Regions from separate parts of the Mus musculus genome. Here region 2 is linked to region 1. The links are chromatin contacts, called in public targeted proximity ligation maps. All regions are on one chromosome and are shown on one strand. The core of a region is the stretch at or near the end of the contact, and the rest is flanking DNA. Distances in the headings are between cores, read along the strand shown. Region 1 overlaps Anxa13 (annexin A13). Region 2 has its middle 18 kb from the start of Gm41329.

Region 1 (7,184 bases), core at 3,142-5,641:
ACAGGAGTAGGCCCCAAAGTCAGCTACCCATTTAACAATGAACAATGTCTATGGCATGCCTGCTCCCTGTGCATTCCAGGGAAGAGCCTGTCCCAGCTCCTCTAAAAGAGCTCCAGGACATCCCAGGATCAACCACGGAGCCTCTGACAAACATAATATGCTCATTGTGGAGACAGACTCAGACACACAGAAGAAAAACCCAAACAGGCTGATCCCTCTCCCTCTCCCCCTCCCCCTCCCTCAAAATCATGACATGGGACAATTCCTTCACTCCGAGACTACAGGCCCCACTGTTACAAAGAACAAGACCTCATTCTCTTCTCAAATGGTTGGAAAGGGTAACCAGCAAGGCTAATAGTGGTTTCTACCAGGAGCCAGTGCCTTGTGTCCTTATCCTTCTCTGCCAGTGATAGTGTTTCTGATATGGACTCCACCCTACATTATATGCCAGGCATACACAATCATAAAGAAGGCCCAGAGTCTTACTCACTGTTCTATTGCTGTGAGGAGACACCACGACAATAGAACTCATAAAGGTAAGCATTATAGTTTCAGAGGTTCAGTTCATTATCATCCTGGCAGGAAGCATGGGGACATGCAGGCAGATGCTGGAGCAGTAACTGAGACCTACGTCCTGACCCCATAGGCAATGAGAAACAGAGAGACTGAGCCTGGCTTGGGCTTTTGAAACCTCAAAGTCCACACCCAATGACACACTTCCTCTAACAAGGCCTCACCTCCTGAACCTTCTCTCTCTCTCTCTCTCTCTCTCTCTCTCTCTCTCTCTCTCTCTCTCTCTGTCTTCCCTTCCTCCTTCCTTTCTTCCTTTCCTTTCTTTCTTTCCTTCTTTTTTGTTATTGTTGTTATTTTCGGTTTTTCAAGACAGGGTTTCTCTGTGTAGTTCTGCTGTCCCGGAACTCTGTAGACCAGACTGGAGTTGAACTCAAAGCTCTGCCTGCCTCTGCCTCCCGAGTGCTGGGATTAAAGGCGTGCGCCACCACTGCAGTCCCTACACCTTTTCAAATAGTGCTACTCTCTGATGACCAAACACTGAAATCTATGAGCTCGAGGACCTGGGTTCAAATCAGCATAATCTACATAACACTGGATGCAGTCACACACACCTGTAGCACTAGAGTTCCAACAGCAAGATAGGAGGCAGTAAAGGAAGCATCCAGGAAAGTTCCCAGGCTGGCTAGCCTGGTGGGTGTGCACAATGGCAAACAACAAGAGACCTTGTCTCAAACAAGATGAGAACTGACGTCCAGGGCTGACAAGATGGCAAGTCTACGCCTATACTCACATACAAGCAGGCACATGCATACACACATGCATGCTTGTGCAGCCTCAAGGGTCCCATGCTCAAAGGGCCCCATGTTTGCCTGAGCACTCTGACATCACTGTGAGGGGAATGTTTCAATTTCCAAGCATCACTTGGTAATGAGCCCTGAAAACAATATGGCAGCTCTTACCAACAAGCCTCCAAAAGCAGCACTCCTCCAACCCACGTGAGACCTTGGTGAGGAGCTTGGGAAAGCCATTCCTCTGCCTAAGCAGAAGGCCTGTGGCATAAGCGGGGTGAGGAACGTGATGGTGCATAACCTAAAGCCAGGAGTTCTTACCTACAAGACAGGCTATGAGCGCTCCGTTTTCTCTGTGGATAGCAAAGCTCTATAAATTGACTGGTGTGCAGCAGGTGTTCTAAAAATGCCAGCCCATCTCCTGGCTTGTTTCAAATAAGTACAGTTCATGTCAGGCTAGCAAGATGTTTCAGTGGATAAAAACACCTGCCACCGAGTTCGATCCTCAAGACCTACATGGTAGAAGGAGAGAACACTGCAAGTTATCCTCTCACCTCTACAGATCTACAGATACTGTTGCATGCACACACCCACAGGCATGTACAAACCAGATCAATCAATCAGTACATAAATATTATAACTTTTTTTAAGGAATTGCTTTTTTAAAACTGATGGTCCATGCCTTCATAATCCAAAAATGGTGATGGGGGGGTACCCAAGACCCCCCTCCCTACCTCTGACTTTCAGAACCTATGGTTCTCCACTCATGGAAACCTTCTTCGGACCACAGACTTAGTCAGGACACTCAGGGTCTTGAGGGCAGAAACCCAAGTCATAATCTCTTAGCTAAAGGGGAGTTTTGTGATTGTTAGGAATGAAACAGAAAGTCAAGGATCCAGATACTGCCATGACGGGATATTTTTATCCCTACCCTCCTCCTCTTCTGCCTCCTCTTCCTCCTCCCCCTTCCTCTTCCTCCTCCTCCTTTCTTGCCCACTCTCCTCTCTCCCCACTGTCTCTCGCTCTCATCTTCTCTCTTCTCTCTTCTCTCTTCTTTCTCACACTTCTCTCTGTGGCATGCAATGGACAAAATGGCCACCAACAGCTTTAACCTAAGAGCCACTAAGCTCCTCAGGACCAGTAGATGACCTCTTACAATTCTACCAGTCAACCAAGGGAAAGACTGCATTCTGAACAAATCATGATAGCCAAAGTGATGGGGCTGGTGTCCACATTGCTGATCAACGATGATGAGAACCAGGCCTCATGACTGACAGCCCCATTTGGGTCACCAAGAATGTAGGAGGGGCAAGCCACCAAAGAAATAGTGATGTGAACTAGACAAATGCTACATGGCCATTGTACTGTGTGTGGTTTGTTTTTTGCTTCCTCTGTTGCAAGTAGAGGAGGTGGAGTGAAGGGGATGTGGCCTTAAGCCAGCTTCACTGAAGGAAACACATAGACGCATCATTTGGTGAAGAAAAGCAAAGAGTTGAGAGAACTCAGGGGTCCTCCAAGCTACCAGCTTGAGAATTTGATTTGGCCTCCTACCTATACAGTTTTAATCCTGATCTGTTACTTTGATGTTTATCTGTTATGTATGCAAACATATTGTCTTTCCAGTTTAGTGCTAATGAAAGTGTCTTTTTTAAAAAAGATTTATTTATTTTACATATATGAGTACACAGTACCTGTCTCTAAACACACCAGAAGAGGGTATCGGATCCTATTACAGATGGTTGTGAGCCACCATGTGGTTGTTGGAAACTGAACTCAGGACCTCTGGAAGAGCAGTCAGTGCTCTTAACTGCTGAGCCATCTCTCCAGCCCTGAAAGTGTATTTTTAAAACAACTGAGGAAAAACAAAATTTATTGACTGAGTGAAGGAAAACCTTCACACTTAGATTATTATTATTATTATTATTATCATCATCATTATTAAAATAATAAGGAGATTGGCATGCATAAGAGAACCCATCATTTGGTGATTAAATCAAGGACTGAAACACAAGGCAGCTCAATAAATAAGCAGGACCTTTCTCTTGCAGAGAACTAAAAGCTAAAAACTACTCCCTTGTCAATTCACATAGAATCTCTGACAAACTAAATGATGTCTCTCCTGTATGGATGGCACTGATCTAGGCCAGCAAGAGAATTTAATGAGGTTCCCTCAGCTTTGACAAATCCTGCTCCTTGGATCTACTTGGCCTATCCATCATGGAGGACATATATTCCAGAGACACTGGCTTTGTTTGAGAGAAAAGGACACACAAGATGGGTTGCTATGAAAATCACTTATAGAGTTAGCCAGAGCAATCAATTGTCCTTAAGAACAGAGAAGACCCTTCTCCCATGACCACCCAAGGCCATCTGGCCCCATGGAGTACCAGCCATCTCTCTGGGGACCAAGTTTCCCCAGCTGATTTCCATAAACATCCACTCGTAGAGCGGCATCTGCCCTGTGTGTGGACAAAGGTGTGATCTTCTAGTTGGTTGTCAGATCCAGCAAAACTAACTTAAGAACAACTGTATTATCCACCTCACCCTTCGCATTATTTCCTCTCTAGGCCAAAGAGAGAAGCCATCACCACGGCTTTGATGCAGACCGAGATGCCAAAAAGCTGTACAAAGCCTGCAAAGGAATGGGTAGGAAGATCATTTTCTTCACTTATTTTATTTTGAAATTGATTAAGCTTGATGTCATAACCAACTTTCCCATAGCGACAGGAAGGTGACCTGCCTGTCATATGGATTCTGATCTCTTCCAGGGATTTATTTGAGGTCCCCAAGTTATCAAAGGGGCTCCTTACTTTTTCTTTTGAGGCTATTGGAAGCTAAACCTGTGATATTTAATTAGACCTTGAAGTTATGGGGAACTTCATTAGAAGTGAAGTTTATTCCATCTTAATCTTCTCTAAATTTCTTTGGCCTTTTCCATGGGAGGATGTGAGGAATCAGATCTGGCCAGAGCTGTATTCATGGTGAGGGAGAGGCAGCTAACAGACAAGCCCTGCTTGGCAGTGGCAGCTCCGGGGAATCAGAGGGAAAGACCAGGGGTTGTGGCTTCCTGCTCACCTCCTGCTCTGACTCATCTCTGGCTTACTCCTGGCAGACAGCTGTCAAGGGAAGGCCTTGTGTGGAAGCCTCAGGATGTTTATGCCTGAGGTTTGCTGAGTGGAAGAGAACTCCAGGGTACTTTCCAGGAAGCTGAGACGTCCCTGATGCTCTGTGGTGAGGTCCAGATACCTAGCCATGGGTTGCAGACCTGGGTTGGGTGTGGTAATGATGTAGCATGCTTAATATGAACTTCTGTTTTTTGGTTTTTTGTTTTGTTTTGTTTTGACCTAGAGTTTATTTTTAAAAACACTTGGGCTGAGTACCTACTGAGTGCCAGAATCAGAGTTCTCATGCCCCTCTTGCATGTGACCACAGAATGGAGCCAACATGCTTGTTCCTCTGTAGAGTGCCTGCGTGACCACTGTCCAGCTCAGTGTCACACATCCATCATCATTCTGCTCACTCTTCCCAGCAAGCCTGTAAAATCGATGAGATCATAAGGACTATCAGATGGGAATAAAAGGCTCGGTGTAAAACATTTGCCCCAAATCATAAAATTATGAAACAAAGGGTGAAGCTGTTAGACACTTGGCCACCTGAGAGATCTCTGACTTGGTAGAAAATATAGAATCTTGCCTCTGTGGACAAGGACACACTGAAGCAAACCTAGATCACAGACATAATTTGACTTGAAGACTTTGTATGACATCCCTGCTGGGGCAGAATTTAAAGGTCTAAAGGGAAGCTCTCCAACAGTCACAATGGTCACTTTACTACTTAAAATATTGCTTTGAGATAAGGACTTGCTTTATAGTGCAGGCTAGCCTCAATAACGGCAATCCTCCTTCCTCAGTGCTGGGATTATAGGTATGGGCCACCTCATACAGCTTTGCAAATTACGCTGCAGCTCTATGTGGTCGTGAACGTGCAAAGCAAAATCTGTTGTCAGGGGGCTTCTACCATCACTTTCTACCTTGTTTAGCCCAGGGTACCTTCAGTTTCTGAGCACCTATGTTTCAGGTGTAGACCACTTTTTACATAGGTGCCAGGGATCTGAACTCACACCCTCTTGCCTCCGCAGCAAATCATTTACTCACTGAACAATCTTCCCAGCTCTGTTTTGTTTGAAGACAGGGTAGTCTAGGCTAGCCTTGGACTTGTGTACCTGAGGCTGGCCTGAACCGATCCTACTGCCTCCATCTCCCAAGGGCTGGAGCCAAAGGCAAGTGCCGCCACACCCAATTTCACTTCAGTTTTTAAGAAGCTAAATTTTAAAAGAGAAAAATATACAAGTTATATTGTTTTGATGATACACTTTTGTTACCCCCAATTTATACAAAATATCATTTTATCTCACTATGGACATAAAATTATAGATGAAGTATTTTACATTCTAGTTTATTTTTATTTGCACTAAGCAGCCATGACAGGTTAGAAACTGAGGGGTTGGATGAAGGAGGGCTGGAAGGTCCAAGCACAGGAAAGATTAAATGTACTCCTACCCCTCACCACCAATGCAAGTCAAATTTATAATGTCCCACAATAAAATGATAGTTTGTTCCTCCAAAATGATGCAGAACTTAGATGCTAGCTAGAAGCATTTCTGTTCCCCTGGTACCTTATGATGCCCTAAGTATGTGGATGACCTGGGTCCTGGGAAACCCTACATGGTCCCCAGCCTCTCCCTAACGTGGACACTCTCAGCCTAGGCATCTCTGCTGCCCCAGTCGCAGTTCCAAAGCCCTGCACATCCATCATCTTCTGCCTAGACTTATCCTTTGGAGTGATCCCTACCAACTGACCCATCACAGAATAGGCTCCAACGAAGAGTCCATGGACCAGCAGCCTCTTAGACCTCAGAGCCACTGGAGATCATCTAATACATGGCTTCTCAAATGTTCAAAGGCATACTAGCCATCAAAGGCTCTTGGGGAGATGCGGAGCATTGCTAATAGGTCTCAGTAAGAACTCTGCAGAGCCTGGGACCACACCTTAGGGTCAAGCTCAGGTCTGCTGAGGTGTGCGGAAACTAAACTGCTCAGCCACTTCAGAGAATGCTTCTTACCTAGAGCTCAGATCCTAACTTCCAGCTCAGCACCCTTTCCCCACACTCTCTGCACACTGTGCACAGCATTCCATTGGTAACCATTAAGCCACTCCTTAACCACAATCTCAGTTCCAATTAGATCAGATCCAACTAGATCACTAAGCAGGTCCAACCTGCTCTCCATCACAAAAGGTTGAACGGAGGCAGCTAGAAGGTTTAGGCCCCCAGGATCTGGGAGAATGGCCCTGTCCTTATTTGGAAAGGGGGTCTTTGCAGATGTGATTAAGTTAAGGATGCTAGGACGAAAGTCCCCTGGGATACCTGGGTAGGTGTGAAATCCAATGACAGGTGTTCTTAAGAAAGACAGAAGAGGGCTGAAGAGACGGCTCAGGGGTTAAGAGCACTGGCTGTTCTTCCAGAGGTCCTGAGTTCAATTCCCAGCAACCACATGGTGGCTCACAACCATCTTTGATGGCATCTGATTCCCTCTTCGGGTATGCATGAAGATAGAGCATACACATATACATCTTTTTTTAAAAAGACAGAAGAGAAAGATGGCGTGGCGACCAGGTTGGGGACACATGAAGACAGGTAGAGACTGCTCTCATGTATCACTGTCAAAGAACACCCACGAGGTGGGAAAACACAGTGACTTCAGACTTCCAGTAGCAGAGCTGTGGTAGTATAGGTTGTGTTGTTTGAAGCCACAGAATTTGGGGTAACGGACACAGCCACCTCTGGAGAAGAATATAGACAGAGAGCAAGTGTGAGCCCGTGAT
Region 2 (6,960 bases), core at 2,172-4,671, 410 kb before region 1:
TGTCTCTGTCTTCATGAAGCTTATTCTGTTGGGAACATAGGTGGGGGGAAAAGAACATAGAAATAAATGCATGCTTAAAATGTTAGCATGCACAGTACAGATAGACATCTGTGCAGAGAAGTGTGCTAGATTCTAGGAAATTGATGTTGCCCTAATCTCAGACATATGAAATAATATTTCCCCTTGGTGTGCATTGTGAATGTTTTCCTCTTTATTTCACTTTCTTTTTCTTTTTTTCTTTTGAGTACACTGTAGCTGTCTTCAGACACACACCAGAAGGCAGCAGCGCTTGCACACTGACCTGGAAGTCCCAGCAGCAGCATCACGTTTGTATGCCTCCCGTGCTTGTCTCCTTTTCCTTGTTTTCTTTTCCCGAACCTCAGGACGACAGAAGTAGTTTTTAGGATACATTTTATGTTCCATGCTGTGACTTTAAAAACATGCCAATCAAACATCCTCTCTTTTCTTCTCCATTCCTACTTGAGGGGAGAATAAATACAAGTTAAGTAGTTTATTTCACTAACGTGTTTGACGGTTCTTTCTTCTACATTGACTCAGAGAAGGAGCCCACATTTCAAAAGAAAAAGATTAGCTGGGTTTGAAATGTCAGGTCTGAGGGAGAGGTGTCTGCCCTCTGCTCACTGGCTCCTGGGCTCTGAATGGAAACTGGCCTTTTCTAGGCGCTCAGTGGCTCCTTGTCTGAAGTACTAGAGTGCTGACTGGCTCATCAGGGTGCCCTTTGGATACCTCTGTATCCATCCTAACAGATTGTCTCCTTTCCTGTCTCACATTCTCCGCCACTTCTGACCTTTACACATCTTGCTTCTGGCAGGCTGGTGACTTTACAGGCCGTTCTCTGGGCCAGTTTTTATTACAGGTAATCAAAGGCGGAATGAGACATGCACTCTGTATGTGCATTCTCTATTTGCAAATCGATTTCAAGGGCCGGGCGTGGTGGCGCATGCTTTTAATCATAGCACTTGGGAGGCTCCAGAGTTCAAGGCCAGCATGCGCATCTAGTTTCAAGCCAGCCAGGGATACACAGTGAGACCCTCTTTTTAAGAAAATAAATTCTCTTGGCTTATTCTCTGTGCATGTGTGTTAGAACTAATGACTACAGTAATCTCATTTTCCCCTGATGCTTCACTCCAATGCTGTTTATTTACAGTTTTGAAACTCTCTGCCCGTTCCCCTCCCCTTCCCCCATTTCCTTAGTATTGTGCTATTTCTCCACTTTGGGGCTTAACGGCACGTGTGTTTTCATAAGAGAACAGCTTTGTGGTTATGTCTTAAATTCAGTATCACAAACCAAAGATTTTAAGTGTCTTGTTTTCAAGATGCCTTTATTCTACAAACATTTGACGTTCGCCAAATGGCTTTTATGTAATACTGTGTTAGAGATGCAACTAACATATTATAAAATTAATTTGTTCATTTAGTATAACTACAAACCAACTAAGTGTTTACATACGTGATACATACTTTATGGAAATTATTTTTCAGAAGCTAGTGAGGAGAAAAGAGTTTTACAGTTTTTCCAAATGTCTTTAATGTCTAGGTTACTAGAAGCAGCTGGATTCTCACCCGTTTTGATCTGTTTGCTATTGTTCTGCTTGGAGAAAATAAAACCTCACACAGATCCCTGGTTGCAAAGGGAGGGAATATATATTAGTGGCCTTTTGTTTGACAGTATCTTTGAGTTCAAGCTATAAGCTCATGGCAGTGAGGAACACAGTGTCGGCTTAAGCCCTGCTTGGAACTAGGTTTGTTCCACACTATACTCTGCCCACTGGCTCCTTCACTCCCTCTCTCCCTTCTTTCCCCCAACTTCCACTTCACCCTCTCTCCTTCCCTCTTTCCTCTCCCTTTCCCCTTCTCCTATTTTCCACTCCTATCTAGTTGTGTTTCCCAGGTTGATCTCAAATTCCTAGGCTCCAGGCACCCTGCTCACCCTCTGCAGCTACAGGCACATCATTCCTTTTGCTCTGTCAGTGACCATACCATAGTGGAAAAAGGAATAATGCCTTAATGTATTAGGAAAAATGTTTTGAACACACAAACTACTTTAATACAAACACTGAAACTCTGCAGATCACACCTCCAATTTGAGAACTGTGGTTTGAACCATCCTGATTACATTAGCTCCAGGTACAGATATTGAAATCCCAGGATAACAATACCAGAAACGAGGCAGAAACTTGTGTCCTGTATAATAACATTATCACAGCATGTTGTTCAGACCTGGTAAAGGGGTTACACTTCAGAAAATGGTTAGAGACCTAGAGTCCTGTTGTTTCAAGTATAAATTTTATACTTAAAAGTCAATGCATGGTCTAAAATGGTTGGTTGAGTCCCATCAGTTATATCCACATCCTGCACAGGAAGAAGGAATTAAAAAAAGGTAAATGGCTCAAAGTGACTTAAATCACTATGTGACACGTCTCTCAAATTTCTACCTAGAAGCTTACAGTTGTCTCCATTCTGAGTGACCAAGTCTGTAGCAAGAAATGAGAAGGATGTCTGAGGAGGCAGCTGTCTCTCACAATCTGTCACTTTGGCTACCACATATTCATACCTCACCTGTCCCCTCAGTGTGAAGATACCCATCTGGGAGAAGGCTCAAGTTCCTGAGCAGTGACTGTTGATCAAGAACAGCAGCATCCTGTCCTGTCTTTAAGTGACACTTTGGTATCAGATAACCTATACATGGAAAACACCTGATCCAACACACGTAGCATGTGCCAACCATTTCCATTCAGGCAGAGAAAGAGTTGGGATACAGTGGTCAGTAGTTCTTGCAATGATCATTACCCAGCAAAAATCCATCCTGGCCATCCAGCGGAAAATGTGGCTGAAGACTAGGGCTCACCTATTTGAAGAATTTGACAAAGGGAAGCCTAAGATGAGTGGGCATCCGTGAGCTGAGCTAGCTAGCTTCTGTAGCTGCCTTCAGCCTAGAGGCTGACATTCTACTTGGTGGGCGATTTGGCCTCTGTAGTTTTAAAAGCTCTCTACAAGAGTACAGAACCCAAGAGAGCTTTGGGTTCTCAAACTGTGGCTTTCCCTTGGAAACTCTGGGAAATGGGCCCTGTTTAGGATGGAAAGGAAAAAGCAGAAGGCTTCACAGAAAAGATTAGAACTGAGGAGCCAACAGAAGGAGGGGTCTGAAGGTGATCATCAGAAAATAGGATAAAGAGAAAAACCAAAGGTGCACCGAGGTGTATGCCCCCAAATGTTTCCGCATACACACTGAAGATGCTGGGTCCGAATCCCTGGAACTTGAGAGGCTGCTGTATAACGGGTTTGCATGCGGCATTAAGGATGTGGATAATTCAGTACCCAGTATAGGAAAAAGGGAGTGACTCCCAGCTCTGTTAATATCTTTGAGGATGGAGGAAAGAGGCCATGATCCAAGGAATTTGGACCACCTCCAGAGGCTGAGTCAGTAAGAAAACAGAGAATTTATATCCCCAGCTTCCTGCACGAGCAGGGAAATGGGCTCCCCTCTAGAAACTCCAGAAAGTGACAAAGCCCCTGGCACTTTGATTTTGTCTTTGTGAGACCCAGTGCTGAGAGATTAGCCAGGCCCACAAGACTTCTGACCTACAAGCCATGAGTTAATGCATTTGTGATCTGTGATACTTCATTATGGAAGAAGTAGTACTGATAGAGCACATACTTGAACTCCTTCATTTTCTGTTCTTCCCCCTAGCTAGTTATATTCTGCCAAATAATTCTTTGACACTGCTTGTGCCCCAATTGGTCCCTTGTGTTCTGTATACAGTTTAAGGCCAACTTGCAGATACCAGCCAGCCTGTTGCAGCATAAAACCCAGCAAACCAACAAGATCATACTGGCACATCTCAATTGCACTGTTTCCCAACTCAGTTTGGGAAGATGCATTTTCAACAACTCTTCTCTGTGTGTGTAATTCATCCTCCATCTTGAATCCAACAGCAGTTCATAGATTTTTGTGTGTGTGTAAAACCAGCTCTCTAGTTTCTTCTGGCTCATTGTTTCTTCTAGGTCTTTTCTTTCTGGATATTTACTGTCCTTGTCACGTATAAATAGCATTTAATTGTTTTCTATGTACAGCTTCTGTATAGGTTTTGTTTGCTCAAGCTGCTTATTTATGTAGTCATTTGCCTGTGTGGTCTTTTCTGTTTCTGACTTGGGTAGTCACCTGTCCGCCTGGTTGTGAGAGGTTGATTCTCCTATGCTGAGATGCTGTGCTTGGCTTAGGATTTTGCTGGAGATCATCAACACAGCGTGGGCAGTGCCTCTTCCTTCAGCTTTTGAGCAGGAGCGTCAAGAGTGGAAATTTTCATAGTTTCTTAAAAAAAAAAAATTGCCTTTTTTTTTTTTAATAGATGTTTCTTACCGGAGTAACAATTTCTGTCCTATCTGGTAGGATGTCTGTTTTTTAATCATAAATGTGTACTGGATTTTACAAACTGCTTTTTCTTCACCGAAGCAATCAACTGACTGTTTTGTTTTTTTTTTTTAAACTTCATTTCATTTTTGAGACAGGGTTTGCCTACTCTGTCCTTGAACTTGCTTCTGTCCCTGCTTCCTCCTGCCTGATGCTGGAATTATAGCCGTGTACCACCATGCTGGGGCCAAGATAGCTTCCTTTTCTCTTCTAAGACTTTGTTTCATGCCTCCCAGGGTGACCTGGAGTGAACTCCCTTTGTGACTGAGGCCAGCCTCGAATTCCTGACCCTCCAGGCTCCACCTTGTAAATGTGATGATTATAGGCACGCGTCCCTACCACACCTGGCCTAGAAAGCGCTTCAGCACCTGTAATCGCTCGTTCCCTTTACCCCTGTCGGGTCTACTCTTCAGTTTCGCAGGTCCCAAAGACAAGCAAAGTTAAGGGTGCAGGAGAAATGAAATTCCTTAACCTGGCAACTGCTTGGCTTTCCTGGTTACTGAAGTCTAGAAACTTCAAGAGAACGGCTCCAGCCCAGGCTGCTCTAAGAGCGTCTCCACAGGGACATTCCTTTCTGAGAGCCAAGGCATTTGTGCCCTCAAGTTTAACTGCATTAGCCCTCCTGTCTCTCTCCTTAAATCTAAAGAGATTACAATTCATAAAAGCCTTGAGGATTCAGGTTAGAAAATGAGGTTCTTTAGAGAAATTAACCAACCAGCTCAGAGAGGTTACTTGATTCTAAAGTTGGTTTCATATTTGAATAATGTTGTAATTTGCATCTCGGGAACTGTATAACCTCAGAAGTCATGTGTTATATCATCTAGTGTGACAAGGACTGGAAGTTTGAGTGTGCCAGAGGCCAAAGGGCCAGCCAAGGCTACAAAAAAACTAACCCTGGATCTTACTGTTAATAAAAAGCTTTGGATTTAGCCGGGCGTGGTGGTGCATGCCTTTAATCCCAGCACTCGGGAGGCAGAGGCAGGTGGATTTCTGAGTTCAAGGCCAGCCTGGTCTACAAAGTGAGTTCCAGGACAGCCAAGGCTATAAAGAGAAACCCTGTCTCGGAAAAAAAAAAAAAAACCAAACAAAAAAAAGCTTTGGATTTTGAAAAAATAAGTATACTTCTTGAATTATTCCAATTTAGGAAATTATATATAAAGGCCAATTTCCAAGGACAAGATGTCAGATTGGTGGGTTTTCGTTGTTGTTTGGTTGGTTGGTTTTGGTTTTGACTTTTTGTGACAGTCTCTGTGTATCCCTGGCTGTCCTGGAACTCTTACTCCGTAGACCAGGCTGGCCTCGGACTCAGAGATCCGTCTGCCTCTGCCTCCCGAGTGCTGAGATTACAGACTTGCACCACCACTGCCAGGTCAAGACATCAGTTTTAACGAGTGTTAAGTCTCCATGGCTTCTATGTAGTTCATGCTATGCCCTGTGCTCCTGAATGTGAGAAGGTCTTCTTAGTTACTCCATTTCTTCTGTCCTTGGTAACTATGGTGATGCCACATGATAGATAGCTCATCCCTCTCTCTCTGAGAAGGAGCTGGGCCCCTGCTGTGAGCTCCCTGAAATCTGTCCATCCACAGAGAAATGGGTTATTTCATAATTTCCATAGAAGACATTTGCCTCTGCAAAGGAAGACATTTAAAAAGTTAGTGTCAGCACAAAACTCAAAGTTTTGAAGGCTTGATATCTTAATTACTGTTCTATTGTGGTGAAGAAATACTACGTTGAAGGCACATTTTCAAGGAGGACATTTAACTAGGGGCTTGCTTACAGTTTCAGAGAGTTAGACTATGGATAGTACGACAAGGAACATGGTGACAGGCAGGCAGTCTGGCATGGCACTGGGGCAGTAGCTTAGAGCTTTAGATCTTGATCTGAGGGTAGCAGGCAGAAAGAGAAAGAGGAGGAGTTGAAACCTGAGAACCCACTCCCAGCAACACACCTCCCCTAACAAGGCTGTGACTCCCAGATTTCCTAACCAGGTCTTCAACTGGGGGAAAAGCATGCACTGTGTGAGCCTGTGCGAGCTGTTCTCATTCAAACCACCACACCTGTCTATAGAGAATTACAGACCCATTAGTCATAGTCAGATTGTATACCATTGATCAGTCTTCAGTGGTCTTCAGAGTCTTCCTCTCAGTCTAGGATGGGAGTCATTGTTGCTAGGAGACCTGGCACCATTCTGTTCCATAGGAGGCTTTCTGAAAACATGCTAATAGTACTTGTCTTTTGTCATATGGTTCTAGGCTGGTCTGTAGGTGTAAAACTTGTATGCGAGACCAAGCTTTCCAAGTTCTAGGGAAGCCTCTCTTGTAAAACTGCATACCTCTCACAGGGCTGTGAGCCTGGTTAAGTGTGTGGCCCATGGAGAGTGGCCACATTTGGTATATGGTATAGAACAGGCACTAGGTACCTGGTCCATGGGAGTAGTAACTCTTAGACACCTTCTTTTCCTTTCAATTTGATAGTAAATGTTTGGAAAAAAATATGGCTGATAGTTTTAAGGAGAAGAACAAGGAGTA

What was found.
Region 2: a contact with region 1 is called in a targeted proximity ligation map of pancreatic cancer cells. A contact is called at or near these places in 3 of 39 promoter capture datasets (liver, pre-B cells and stem cell-derived epiblast-like cells) and 1 of 130 datasets of targeted methods (pancreatic cancer cells).

What each region holds. Positions count from the first base shown.
Region 1 is chr15:58,360,833-58,368,016 of GRCm38.p6, reverse strand. It overlaps Anxa13 (annexin A13), which reads left to right. Exons shown (of 8, transcript NM_027211.2): 2 at 3,869-3,947. Among named protein-coding and RNA genes, the nearest start is that of Anxa13, 25 kb to the left of the region's middle.
Region 2 is chr15:58,774,017-58,780,976 of GRCm38.p6, reverse strand. No RefSeq gene overlaps it. Among named protein-coding and RNA genes, the nearest start is that of Gm41329, 18 kb to the right of the region's middle.